Regions from separate parts of the Mus musculus genome. Here all the other regions are linked to region 1. Evidence: chromatin contacts called from public Hi-C and HiChIP or PLAC-seq data. All regions are on one chromosome and are shown on one strand. Each heading gives the region's core, a stretch centred on a gene start, on an enhancer-like site or on the middle of the called end of the contact. The rest is flanking DNA. Distances are from core to core; before and after follow the strand shown. Region 1 overlaps Tnrc6c (trinucleotide repeat containing 6C). Region 2 has its middle 17 kb from the start of Gm34128. Region 3 has its middle 8.5 kb from the start of Gm38514.

Region 1 (4,642 bases), core at 714-3,213:
CTCTACTGCTGTTAACAATGCTGCTGCCACCAAGAGTGGCCATGCTTGGAGTGGGACTGTAAACCAAGAGGACAAATCACCCACCTGGGGTGAGCCTCAGAAGCCCAAATCCCAAAACTGGGGAGATGGACAAAGAGCAAACCCAGCCTGGAGCACAGGGGCAGGAGACTGGGCAGATTCATCATCTGTCCTTGGACATCTAGGGGATGGAAAGAAAAATGGATCTGGATGGGATGCTGATGGTAATAGGTCAGGGTCTGGTTGGAATGATGCCACGAGATGTGGGACCAGTGGCTGGGGCAGTGGCACAAATGCTAAGGTGAATCCAGGTACAAACTGGGGGGAGTCTCTCAAGCCTGGTCCCCAGCAGAACTGGGCTCATAAGCCCCAAGACAACAATGTGAGTAACTGGGGAGGAGCTGCTTCTGTTAAGCAGACAGGGACAGGGTGGATTGGGGGGCCACTGCCAGTCAAGCAGAAGGACAGCAGTGAGGCGACTGGCTGGGAGGAGCCTTCCCCACCCTCCATCCGACGCAAAATGGAAATTGATGATGGTACCTCAGCTTGGGGGGACCCAAGCACCTACAACAATAAAACTGTAAACATGTGGGACAGAAACAATCCAGTCATCCAGAGCAGTACCACAGCCCCTGCCACCCCCACGACCCCCACCTCGAGCAGCACCACACACCGGGCCGAGACGCCGCCTTCACACCAGGCTGGCACTCAGCTGAATCGGTCACCACTGCTCGGGCCAGGTATGCTGGGGGCCCTCTGGTCATACCATTGGTGTGTACTCCGTGCCTGTGTAAATTCTTGGACTGAAACTCTCATAGCAAATGACTAAGTGGTGTAGCTGGTTTCCAAGGGAGGAAACAAAGCAAATTCTTGTAGTTTTCCAGGGAAAAGATGTGCTGGGTGGTGTGCTCAGTACTGCCAGGGCTCCGGCCATGTTGTCCTTTTCATCATGCTTCCAACAGTGAGGGGCTAATTTTAATTTTGTTTTGACCTTAAGTTTTACTGTGCTGTACGGAACCTTTGGGCAATTGTCCTTCTTTTATAGGAGCAACTCTGAAGCCTTTCTGCCATGTGGCTATAGTTTTTGTCTGCTTAGATCACTTGTTGATGGTTCTGTGCATCTCCTTGGCCTTGGCCCAGTTGATGAAGTTTTACTTGATCGTAGACACCACCCAGTCAAGTACAAGCAAGCTCATTCTTCTGCCCTGTGCTGTGCATACAGTCTGGGGCTGCCCATGCCATAGTGCATGCAGCCTTTGCATGGCGCCCAGCACTGGTGAGGAAAGAAGCCTGGGACACCTCCTGTTATTGTGTGTTCTTTTGCAAGATGTCTTCATTGCTAGATAAAACAAGTAGTTTTCCATCCTGGCTTTTCTTTAATTGCCTTGGCACTTGATGAGATAGGCTACCAGTCCCAGAGAATCTGATGAATCTACAGCAGAGCTGTTCCACTCATAGTTTTAAAGTTCCGCCCTGAAAATGGAGCAGTCTATAAAACATGAGAGTCATTATACAAGTTGTATTTTTATTTCAGTTGCAAGTCAAATGCAAAATCGGACTGACTTATGTTTGGATTCTGTGCTCTGTAAAAGTAGAAAAGAAGATGCTGGGATGATCCAGCTGGAAGCTTAAATAGCTGTGAGAGACCAGGCCTGAGTTAAAACACGGGTGACACGGGTGGAATGCAGGTACAAAGTGCTGTGCTCCAAGCACAGAGTAAGCCTGACTCTTGACAATTGTACTCACCAAATGGCAGCACTTGTGTGTCCAATTTACAACATAACTCTATTCTGATACCAGATAAAAGCAAGGAACTAGAGGAAGCTTCAAGAGACCTGACTCACAGACTGACTTCCTGGCCTCCTGCTCTTCCTTAGCCAGGCCCCAAACCAGCCTTGTCTGTATAGTAGCATTTAGAACTCTGTCCTTGAAGCAGTATTGCAGAACTTGAGCAGTGACTGAGGTCACTGTTGTCTGTGTGCCCATTGGCAGGAGCTCTCCTCACGAGGCAGCAGCTTCCTGCAGTTGCACTTCCTGGTGGGCTTAGTGGTCGTCCTGGAAGCACTAAGCTTAGAGATGATGTGAAGGAGCTGAAGGCCCTGCTGTAACTACGTGCCATGCTGTGCGCTGAGCAGAAACTGCAGCCCCTTATCCCACTTAGCTGCACTCTGAGCCCTGTCCCATGTGCCTCTAGGATCAGGCTTAAAGTCAGGTTGCTTCTTGGTAAAGCTACTCTGTCCTGAAGACTGCTCTTCCTTGTGTGTCACAGAGTCTCAGATGTAGAGCCCTGCTTGTGGTTTTAGCTTTTCCTTCCTGTTTTGTGTGCTGAGGGGCTTGAGGGGGTAGTTCTTTATAAAAGTTTGGGGGGTGTAGTGTGCTTATGTGTGTATGTATGTTCACGTGTGTGTGGACATGAGAGGAAGCAGCTGTACATGTACATTATTACTTGTAGAGGTCAGAGGTTGATATTAGGCATCTACGGTCACATTCCGCCTTGTATACTGAGACTCAAGTAGTCCACCTAGATAACTTGCTCCATGGATCTCTTCTCCAACTCCTGAGCACTGGGATTGCAGGAGCCTAGAGTGTAGTCCTCTTGTATATATGGCAGCCACTTTACCTCCTGGCCCATCTCTCCAAGATTCTCCTGAGTTTAAATGTACCCTAAAAAACAAGAGGAGGAAGTCTTCCCACCTAGACATCTTAAGGTTTCTTCATAGTCATTCTGAGCCCAGTGTGCAGGAGAGTGTGGCCTTGGTAGAGAGGCTCAGAGAAGCTGTTAGAGTAGGGGCTGAGTGCTGGTTGACTGCCACATGTAAACTGGCTTCTGTGGCCTTGAGATAGCTTAACGGGGAAAGGTACAGGCCGCCAAGCCTTCGCATGCATTTGGTTCCTGGGACCTACATGGTGGTGGAAAGGGAGAACCGACGCCTACAAGTTGTTCCCTGACGTGCACTAGTCTTCTCTCCTCAAAAATAGGAATTGTAAAAAATTTTTAAAACAAATGTAAAGATGTTGACTTAAAATACTATTGTGGCAGTCAGCCTTCTGCACAAGAGCTGAGTGGACAGTCAGCGGCAACCTTGCTCCGTACCATCTTCTGCTCCCATTCCATGATGTATGCAGAGGACAGTTGGGAAGAGCAGGTAGGAATTGTTAAGTAATTGGACATCATGAAGAAGGTCTTACAGCAATAAGCAAGCTGCAAAGAGGCGCAAGGGCAAGTGGGACTTTTGTAGGCATCTGGACAGTGTCTAGAGGCCCCGTGAACCATGAAACAGTTCTGAGCAGAGCTTGAAGGCTTAGGCTTTAAACTAGTCATTCTCACTCAAATGTCTGCACAGGGAAGCCTGTGATGGCGGTCTGGGGGGATAGCCTCGGGGTGAAGGGGGCACTTAAAAGGAGCAGTGCCTGGGGAAGCAAACAAGTGGCTCAGAGTTGGGGGACTCAATGCTGGTGGATGGGGATGACACCAAAGTATTCACATGAAAGTTGAGATCTCAGCATAGACTTCACTAAAGAGACCACTGTGAGAAAGTAACTGAGTAAGAAATTATCGTCAACAAAAAAATTACTTGGAGGCTAGAGAGGGTAGGTGCAGTGAGCTACAGCTCCGTGAACAAATGCTTTGTTAGCGTGCCGAAGGCCCTCGGGTTCAGTTCCCAGCCCCAGAAAGAGAATGCCTCAAGTAGCAGTACTGGACACATTTAAAAGCTTATAGAAAGGGGCATGTAGAGAGATGGATCCAAATGGGAAGGCCCTCTGTTTATCAGGTGAGTGACCCACACTCCAGCCTGTAGATGAGGTAAAGGACAAGTACCCAGCCAGGCCATTAGTGGTCAAGAGCTTGAGGGTACCAACACTCTCCATGAAGGAGAGAGAAGGTGTGAGAGCAGAGATGTGAAGTCTGATTGCCCAAAAGGCTACCTGGCAGTGACATACCAAATACTAAGTAAAATCGTCCCTGGCCTGTAGGTCCCATATAGGTCCTATAGGCCAGGGAGGGAGGATGACAAGAGCCCAGGGAGGCCGTGCATGGTTAAGGGTCAAGCCTGGGCACTGAACAGCTCCTGGGTTCTGATTGGAAGATTCAGCAGCTGGGGTGGGAGGAGTGTCCTTTGTGTGTGCATTTGCACGTCACTATCCCACACGTGCTCCCCTGGTGCCTCAGTGCACCCTCTAGTATCACTTGCCACCTAGAAATTCAGGATGGATCTATCTGAGGCTCTTTGTCCTGGATAAAAGTTCTAAGTTACAGATTGTACCAAGACTCACAGATGTTGCCAGTTGGTACATAAATTTTGTGAATCAGCCTTTTTAGTGAAAAAACAATGTTCTGCTAGAAGCCTGAAAGTAGGACACAGTGGCATCGTGTGGCAGCATCCCACCAGAGTGAATGAAGGGCTGTGCTCCCAGTCACACACTTGCACCAGCCCAGAGGGCCCCGGCACTGGAACTAGCCAAAAGGTCTGGGCCAACTTCCTTCTACTGAACTCAATTATATTAACTGTCTGCTGCCTCAGCATCTGAACATCTAGTTCCTGGTTTGATTATGTGTAGGTTTATGTCTACGTGTGGGTGTGTGCTCATGTGAATACAAGTGCGCTCAAAGGCCAAAGACATT
Region 2 (4,207 bases), core at 1,554-4,053, 330 kb before region 1:
CACGCACAACACAACTCATACACATAAAATAAAGAGTAACAGCTTTTCTAGTTGTTCCTCTAGGTTTGTTGTGGATCTCAGTGTGAGTTTTTCCCCCTCCTATTGTAGTTGTTTTGAGACAGGGTCTTACCCTGTGGCCCAGGCTAGCCCATGCAGCTTAGGCTGGCCCCAAACCCAAAGCAGTCCTTCCTGCGCTAGACCTCAGTCTACCCAGCTTCTAACGGTGTTTATTAGGTGTATTTCCACAATATCCAATGCCATTGGGCAAAGGTTTGTTTTGCCACCATTATTCTTTTTTAATGAAATATGTATTTTCAATTTTGGGGTTTTTTTTTTTTGTTTTGTTTATGTTTCTTTGGTTTTTTTGGTTTGTTTTTTTTTTTTTTTTTTTTTTTTTTTGAGACAGGGTTTCTCTGTGTATCTCTGACTTTCCTGGAACTCACTCTGTAGACCAGGCTGGCTTCAAACTCAATAATCTGCCTGCCTCTGCCTCCCAAGTACTGGGATTAAAGGCATGCACCACCACTGCCCGGCTTTTCAAATCTTTTGCCAACTTTAAATCTGAATTATAATTTATTATTATTTTAGAAATGTAATCTAGCTTCTGTAGCCCAGGCTGGCCTAGATATCAATACATATCCCAAACTGACCATCCTCCTGCCTCAGCGTCAGCCTTCCAAGTGCTGAGATTGCAGGTATGAGCCATTGTATCCAGCTTCTTTTCTTACTCGGCTGTGAGAATTATTTCCCTACCCTGGACAGAGTTTTTCAGCAGGTACGTGTTTACAAGCATTTACCCACACAGTCTGGGTTTTATGTATAATCTAAACTCTCCAAAGCGAGCAAACGCCTAATCTGAAGCTTGGTTCATAGCTTAGAAAGCTTTGGCGGTTTTAGAGCTTACGGTTACACACTGAGGTCTGTGTCTTACCCGCCGGCTTTATGGTCATACCTGGAATCAGGAATGACTGAGACATAGCACTGGCTTTATTGGGATTTTCTCTTTCACTTTCCCCCCCTAGATTTACTTATTTATTTTATTTATATGAGTAAATCGTAGCTGTCTTCAGACACACCAGAAGAGGGTATCAGATCTCATTATGGATGGTTGTGAGCCACCGTGTGGTTGTTGGGAATTGAACTCTTAATGGTGGAGCCATTGCTCCAGCCCCAGCTTTTTACTTAAAAACACAAAAACAAAAACAAAAACAACAACAACAACAACAACAAAAAACCAAAACAGGTGGCTATCCCGCAATCCCACTGCCTTTTCATGAGAATCCTGTCCTTTCCCTAGTGGAGTGTTTTGTATTTCTTTGTGGGGGAAAAACAATTACCCAGGCTGCAGTAGCTTTGAAATCTGTCTTACTGGTTATGACCAGCTTAGAATGTGATTCATCTTTCTCTGTGGTCACTTTTTTTTCACGCACCCTGGGTCCAGCTGCTGGGACTGACACCGCAGATGTCCCTGGGGTTCACATTTTACCTCTGATTCCACATATGAAGAAACCAAGTCACAGTTCCAGCTGCTACCTGGGGAAATTAGGAAGAGCCCTGGGCCAGGTGAAGCAGGTCCGTGGTCACTGATAGACTTTGGCCACAGATCAGCCTACTGGGTACTGGGTGTGTATGGAGGGCAGCCTCGATCTGGGATGTCAACCTTGTCACAGTGTGTCTCGGAGAGAGAGGAGCAGAGCAGAGCAAAGGGGAGCGGGGAGAAAGAAGGAACTACCTTTGAGAAGAGAGAGGGAAAGAAAGGGAGGGAGGAGTATGGGAGGGGGAGAGGAGGAGAGGGGAAGGGAGGGCAGAGCCCAGCACAGGCGCTTATACCCATCCTGACTCTGGTACCCTGATCAGCCGCTGTTAAAAATAGAACCCAGTCCTTGCACAGATTCTCACATGACACCCACCAAGTGCCCATTAACTCATCAAAGTGGCGATTCCAAATTGATTATCTCGAGTGTAAGACATAATAACATGTTCATCGTGGGAAGTAATTAGTGGTGGAGTGGGCCGGTGGCTTGCCGCTGCTGCCTGGTGCCTGCTCGCGACCCGCGGTCGGCTGAGCTGAGCGGAGCGGCCAGTCACGTCCTGGGGACCAAGCCATGGGGTGAGGGGGTGGGGGGAACTAGTCCTTGCTCCTCCCCCGCTGGCATCCTACGGGGACCGGTAGCTCCACGGATACGGATGCCCGGTGCTTCCGACTGGCTGAGCTTGGGATTCCGGGCTCTGCACGGTTGCCTTGGAAACCGAGTAGCTCCACCGCATTCCGCTGACAGGCGCCCCAAGCAACCCTCCCCCGCGAGAAGGTCAAGTGCCACTGGAACGCTCTTCTTGGAGTCCCAAACTTGGGGTCACATGCCACAGGGTCAGGGACCACAAGGATGGAAGTATCAGGGAGTAGGGACTGTAGGAAGGGGAATTGCTGCGACAGAGACCAAAGGGATGAGGACATCACGGGTAGGGGCTACAGGGATGGATGGACACTGCAGGGGTGGGGAAAGCAGAAACAGGGATCATGGTGATGGAGAAGTGTCTGTTCACTTGACGAGGCAGATGGAGATGATGCTGAAGGGGACCATCTCTGGAAAAATGGCTCCCAAGGGTGCATGGAGCAGGCAGCTTGTCAATGGGGGCAGAGCTCTGGAAGCATCCTGCCATCCTTCAGAGGGGGGCTTTGGTCTCGATCTGTGGCACTGCTCAGCTGGTTCACTTTGATCAGGAACCTCTTGGGGGAGGCTGGTGTACGTGCAGGGGATCCCCAGTGCTCTCAAGCCCGGGAAGCTCATTTCTTGCTGCGTTTTCTGCTGAGTTGCTCTCCGGGGTGCACTGCGTCCCCCTCCCCCAACCCCCAGGTCACATGTGCAGGTCTGCAGTGGGAGAGCACCCTCTTTGCTGGGAGCCTCCTTCTCAGCTCCTTTAGATACCTCGAATGTGCCAGCTGCTTCTGAACTCTGTCCGTTCCTGTTCTCGAGAGTCAGAAGAGACAAAACAAAACTAACCAATCAAGCAGGCAGAGACAGAGAGAGAAAGTAGAGTGGGGGGAGGGGCACTCTCTGCAGAGCTAAGATGGGTTGTACGATAGAAACTGGGGTGGCTTCATTCAGTGGCCAGGAAGGGCCACTCTGAGAAGGTGACATTGAAATTCCGTGACAAAGAGACCTCCAAGCAGACTAAGAGATAAGTCATCATTGATACATCAAGGCACTGAACTGTCTTTGAGTGGTGGGCTGGGTCCAGGGTCCAGGGTGTGAGGCTCTCCCAGGAAAGGAGCCTAGATCTGTTTCAGGGACCATGGGAGGCCCACAGAGTGACCTGATGTTATTATAAAGTGTTTAGTATGTTTAATGTATTGCTTGTGTGAGTATGTGTGTGTGTGTGTGTATGAGAGTGTGTGTGTGTGAGTGTGTATGGGTGTGTGAGTGTGTATATTCATATATGAGTGTGTATATGTGTGTGAGTATGTGTGAGTGTGTATGGTGGGGTTTACATGTGCCACAGTGCGCGTGTGGAGGGCAGAGGTCAGAGGTCAGCTCGCAGGTGTAGCTTCTATGTTTTCTCTAAGTGGGTGCTGGGAATTGAACTCGGCTCCTCAGGTGTGATGGCAGGGTGTCTTTACCTGAGGAGCCACCTCCCCAGTCCAAGGTTGTTGTTTTTAAATTGTGGTGAAATATACATGACATAAAGTTGACCATTTTAACCATTTAAGAATGTTAAATGACATTAAGTCATTAAGTGATTGAAAGTAATACGCGACCACCCCGTAAACCCTCACCAGAGCCTCGTCCATTCCTTGCTCAATGCTGACCCCGCCTCTCTCTGCCTCCCCAGCCTCGGGCAGGCCCACTCCACTCAGGATGACCCCAGGGGCTGTGAGTGGGTCCTACAGGCTGTGCCCCTTGTAACTAACTAGTTCACTGCCCCGAACTTTATCCATGCAGGGACAAGGAAAGGAGCTCACCTTCTGAATAAGTATTCAAATTCACTTATTCACTTACGGGAGAAAAGGGCTCACTGCACAGTATAAGAGCTTGCAACCTTCCTGCCGCAGCTTCCTGGGTGCAGGAATTACAGGCAGGCACCCACACCACAGAGAGTTTACCTTGGTCCAAACCAAGGCTTCAAGCAAGCACTGTACTGACTGTCCCATGTCCCCAGCCCATAATCTCACTTCCTTTCTAATCATCACACCCTTCTGTTCTGGAGA
Region 3 (4,460 bases), core at 637-3,136, 420 kb after region 1:
GTCTTTGTTTTTGTTTTGGCGGTGCTGAGTTTTAGGGCCTGAATGGTCCTTGCATCATGGAGTCAGTTGTGCTAAGGTCTGGGGTGCCTGTTACAAAATAACTCTAGCTTGTGTCACGTTGACTCAAAAACACAAGAACAATTGATAATCTTCCAATGACCTTCCAGGGAGGCATCTAAACACTCCCACCCCTGTAAGGGAGCTAGCTCTCAGAGAGTGTCATCATCCAATGGAGGTCACACAGCAAGCAGCCAAGCCTAGCATAGAGGCTGCTTTCTCTGACTCTAATCCAGTTCTCCAAGGATCTTGCTGAGAGGCACTATGGTGGCCAATCTTCAACATCAACTTCACTGGACTTAGATTCATTCTGGAAAAACAGCTCTGGCTGTCTCCTAGCGTGTTTCTAGGGAGGTTTAACTACTGCAGCTCAGCCTGCTGGGTAAGATCAGATGTGGAGAGGAAGGGAAGGAAGGGAAGACCCATGCTGACTGTGGGCCGTACCATCCCCTGCGATGGGGGCTTGCACTCAATAAACTGAGCTGATGATTGCCAGCACTCTATGCGTCCTGCCTGCAGCTGCACTGTGACCAGCTGCCTCATGTCCTCCCCATCAAGGTGGACTGTGCCCTCCAACATGAGGCAGATAAAGCACCCTTCCTTCCTTAACCAACCCAGTGTGTTAGCTGTACAAGTGCCCCACATGTGAGGCAAGGTGGCCACCTCAAGAACCAATGAATGAAGACACGCTGGAAGGCAGGCTTGTCAGGGTGACAGTCACCAGCCGTTCTCTGAGAGTGCATTTCTAAGGACAGTGTAGTACACAGTGCTTGCAAAGTACTCAAATGTGCTCTGGCCTTGTTAGCCTCAGCAGCCCATCCACTAGGCTATCTGTACGTGACTATCACCCAGCAGCCCATCCACTGGGCTATCTGTACGTGACTATCATCATCCCAGCAGCCCATCCACTGGGCTATCTGTACGTGACTATCACCCAGCAGCCCATCCACTGGGCTATTTGTATGTGACTATCATCATCCTAGCAGCCCATCCACAGGGCTATCTGTATATGACTATCATCATCCCAGCAGCTCATCCACTGGGCTATCTGTATGTGACTATCATCATCCTAGCAGCCCATCCACTGGGCTATCTGTACGTGACTATCATCATCCTAGCAGCCCATCCACTGGGCTATTTGTATGTGACTATCATCATCCTAGCAGCCCATCCACAGGGCTAGCCATCCCTTGGGAGGAAGAGGAAAGGGGATCAGAAGGGAGGAGTCATCCGCAACCACACAGTGAGTTTGAAGCTGGCTATGGGAGGCATGGTCTCAGAAGGGTAACAACGGACCACCGACCAGAGATGTGGTTCAATGGGTATAGACACTTGCTACTAAGCCTGATGACCTGAATTTGATCTCTGGGACCCACATGGTGGAGAAAATGGACTACTGTAAGTTGTTCTTACATAGGTATACCCATGCATACCCATGTATACCTATGTACACATACATATACCTATGCACACACAAACACACATGTATACCCATGCACACACATGCATACCCATATACACATATGTAGACTGTGCATACACATATATACACACATGTAGACCCATGCACACACATGTATACCTATGTGCGTGCATGCACACATACACATGCACACGCATGCGTGTGCACACACACACACACACACAAAACAAAGAATAATGAAGCAGCAAAGACCCGGGCTCCCTACTGGGAGTAAAGACCACAGCACTTCATCCTCTGAGCTGTTATGCTGCTGTAATTTTCTGGACCAGTGACACATGACTGGGCGTGTGGCTGTGCCTGACTCACTGCAACGCCCTTCCTCTTCCGTCAGCACGCACCACAAGGAAGGTGGTGTCCCTGTGACACTGAGATCTCTTTCCTGTTTCCACAGGAGCGCAGCTCAGTAAATCCCGAGTGACGCACACACCAATGGATTACACGCCACAGGCTCTGGCCTCTTTCACCATCCCTTCAGCTTTGCTCCGGGCACATCTGCCTAGCCGTGGCCATGTGAGTTTGCCATGTCAAGCTCACCAAACTGAGGCTCCTGGGCAAGTGACAGAGGCTCTCACAGGAAGCAAACATCAAACTGAAAGCTAGCATACACAGCGGACAGACGGCAGAGTGCCGGAGGAGGAGTGGAGGGAGGTAGCTGGAGGGCAGCCTTCAGAACACGGGTGGGGGGACTGCACACAGCAGGAAGGAGGAGAAAGGCAGGGCAGCTGGTAGGGCCTCAGGACTGACAGCGGGCATGGAGCTTTGGGCGTTACTGAGATAGCCTGGGCTCCCACACACATGGGTGTCCATGTGATCAAGGAATAAATGGGGCCTGGGGAACACAGCAGGGAGGGGTGGCACCAAGAAACATTGGCACATCAGAGACTTGGAGCTGCCTCATGTCTGAGAAGCAGAAGAGACTCAAACTTCCCAGTGGAAAACAAGAAGCAGGAGATCCACAGTAGAAGTTAAGATGCAGGCACCTCGACCACGAGACCTGCGGTGCCTTCCAACAGGAGGTGGGCGCCTACGTCCCTTGCATGTAACTTGGCCTTGTGATTTGCTGTGGACAACAAGATGCAGAGGAAGTGATGCTGGACTCAGGGTCTAGCCTCTGACTTCCCTCCACAGTGCTTGGTTCCATCCTGTCTCACCTGAGAGTCCTGTGCTGAGAGGCTGGAGACCGGTGAGACGGCAGGCATGCCTGGTATGACTGTGTGACCCAAGCTACAGTCCCGGGGGCCCTCAGATTCTCCCGAGGACACCGTGTGTACAAGGCCAGTGACTCCAGATAGGCTTGGGGTCACCTGCATTCCCAGTGCTTGCAAGGTGGGAGCATGAGCATCAGGGATCAGAAGGGTCTAGCCTAAGCTGCAGAGTGAGTTCAGGGATACCCTGGGCTACATGAGACCCTATCTTAAAAAACAAAAAGCAAAAGACTAGGTGGTGGTGTACACCTTTAAGCCTAGTACTACGGAGGAGGCAGAAGCAGGGGGATCTCTGAGTTCAAGGCCAGCCTGGTCTACAGACTTCCAGGGCAGCCAGGGCTACACAGAGAAACCCTGTCTCAGAAAAAAAAAAAAAAAAAAAGAAAGAAAGAAAGAAAGAAAGAAAAGAGGAAAAATAAAGTAAATCCATGCCCTTCCTCTATCTCATATATTCTGTATACTGTGCATATATATGATATAGTCCCAAACTTCTGTTTAAACAGGGAAGAAGCACTTGAAGTAATAATAACCATGAGAACACTAGTGTGCAGAGTCAGCACACACACACACACACACGCGCGCGCACACACACACACACACACACACACACACGGAACATTATGCAGCCCCGAAGAAGGACGTGCTGGAGCTGTACCAACTGTCTTGGAGACAGACCAAGTGATGCTGCTATACCGGAACGGTACACGCTACATGAGGTGGTTTCAGTGACTCAGGTCTAAGCAGCGCTAGACCTCAATCCTCAGTTTGGATTCTGTGATGCAGCCCCCGCTAAGGGCGGCTTTCCCATGAGGCAGAGAAAAGAGTGGCATGTGCCAGAAGCAGTCTACTGTGCTGTCAGGGCCTGGACTCTCCAGTTCTGCTGTGTGTACCTGGGTGTGGTGTCACACGCCTTTAATACCCACACTTGGGAGGCAGAGGGAGGTGGATCTCTGAGTTCGAGGCCAGACTGGTCTACAGAGTAAGTTTGAGGGCAGCCAGAGATACATATGGGGGGAGGGGTGGGGAGGGATACTGTGTGGTTTAGAAACAATAATGGGCAAGTGTAATGAGAATTTTGGTTTCTTTGAGGACCACAGAATCGTATAGGAGTGTTTTCATTTTAATGCCAGGTGTGGGACAGGGAGCTGCCTCAGGTTGTCCACAGAAGCTGACTATTATTACTCGCCGTGTGCTTTAGCCGGGGCATGGGTTTGCCAGGGCAGTTTCTGCAAGTGTGTGTGACCTTTGGAATTCTGGGGACTTTTGAGAGAGTATATAAATGCTAGGGCCGGGAGGGGTGGGGCTGTTGTTGCTTAGCTGCCACTGGTGGTTTGTTAAGTAGTCATGTGCAAAGAAGAAAGAAGAAGAAATTAGATATCCTGCTGGTGAAGATCAAACGTCCCCCAAGGAACTCAGTGTCCCTAGTCAGCAAGAAGTAGTCATCCTCTAGCCTTTATTCTCTCCTCTCTAGTGTTAGGGAGCTGAAAGCGTGGGAAAGAGGGTAGAGAAGAACCCACAAAATAGTGAAAAGTCCACCTGCAGGCAAGTCCACCTGCAGGCCAGACTCCCCGATGAGACTCCACCCCCCCACCCCCCCTGCATCACAAAGGCAGAGATGCCTCTGATTTAGCAACAGTAGCAAACACATTTCACAATTTCACAATGTATCTTGCCTAATGTTCTTAGGCCTATCTGGCCTTTTCCTGTTTGTCAAG

What was found. Hi-C and Micro-C count contacts between places; a contact is called where the count stands out from the background. HiChIP or PLAC-seq counts read pairs in DNA pulled down with a chosen protein or histone mark.
Region 2: a contact with region 1 is called in a Hi-C map of the P5424 cell line, with 2.6 times the contacts expected there. The contact joins two enhancer-like sites. A contact is called at or near these places in 2 of 15 datasets of contacts at CTCF or cohesin (the NIH/3T3 cell line and large pre-B cells), 11 of 484 Hi-C or Micro-C datasets (the AML12 cell line, B cells, the P5424 cell line and 7 more), 9 of 115 datasets of contacts at active chromatin or transcription factors (cardiomyocytes, craniofacial prominence, embryonic basal ganglia and 6 more) and 2 of 9 other capture datasets (embryonic stem cells and pancreatic islet).
Region 3: an H3K27ac HiChIP or PLAC-seq map of microglia shows a contact between it and region 1, with 5 times the contacts expected there. The contact joins two enhancer-like sites. A contact is called at or near these places in 3 of 115 datasets of contacts at active chromatin or transcription factors (embryonic stem cells, memory CD8 T cells and microglia) and 1 of 9 other capture datasets (pancreatic islet).

The regions. Positions count from the first base shown.
Region 1 is chr11:117,722,793-117,727,434 of GRCm38.p6, forward strand. It overlaps Tnrc6c (trinucleotide repeat containing 6C), which reads left to right. Exons shown (of 22, transcript NM_198022.2): 5 at 1-758. Among named protein-coding and RNA genes, the nearest start is that of Tmc6, 56 kb to the right of the region's middle. Within about 2 kb of position 1,964, at least 68 of the 459 cell types and tissues checked have an H3K27ac peak or open chromatin away from gene starts, as enhancers often do. A contact at or near this core is called in the P5424 cell line and microglia, where this site is marked.
Region 2 is chr11:117,392,483-117,396,689 of GRCm38.p6, forward strand. No RefSeq gene overlaps it. Among named protein-coding and RNA genes, the nearest start is that of Gm34128, 17 kb to the right of the region's middle. Within about 2 kb of position 2,804, at least 60 of the 459 cell types and tissues checked have an H3K27ac peak or open chromatin away from gene starts, as enhancers often do. A contact at or near this core is called in the P5424 cell line, where this site is marked.
Region 3 is chr11:118,144,030-118,148,489 of GRCm38.p6, forward strand. No RefSeq gene overlaps it. Among named protein-coding and RNA genes, the nearest start is that of Gm38514, 8.5 kb to the left of the region's middle. Within about 2 kb of position 1,887, at least 204 of the 459 cell types and tissues checked have an H3K27ac peak or open chromatin away from gene starts, as enhancers often do. A contact at or near this core is called in microglia, where this site is marked.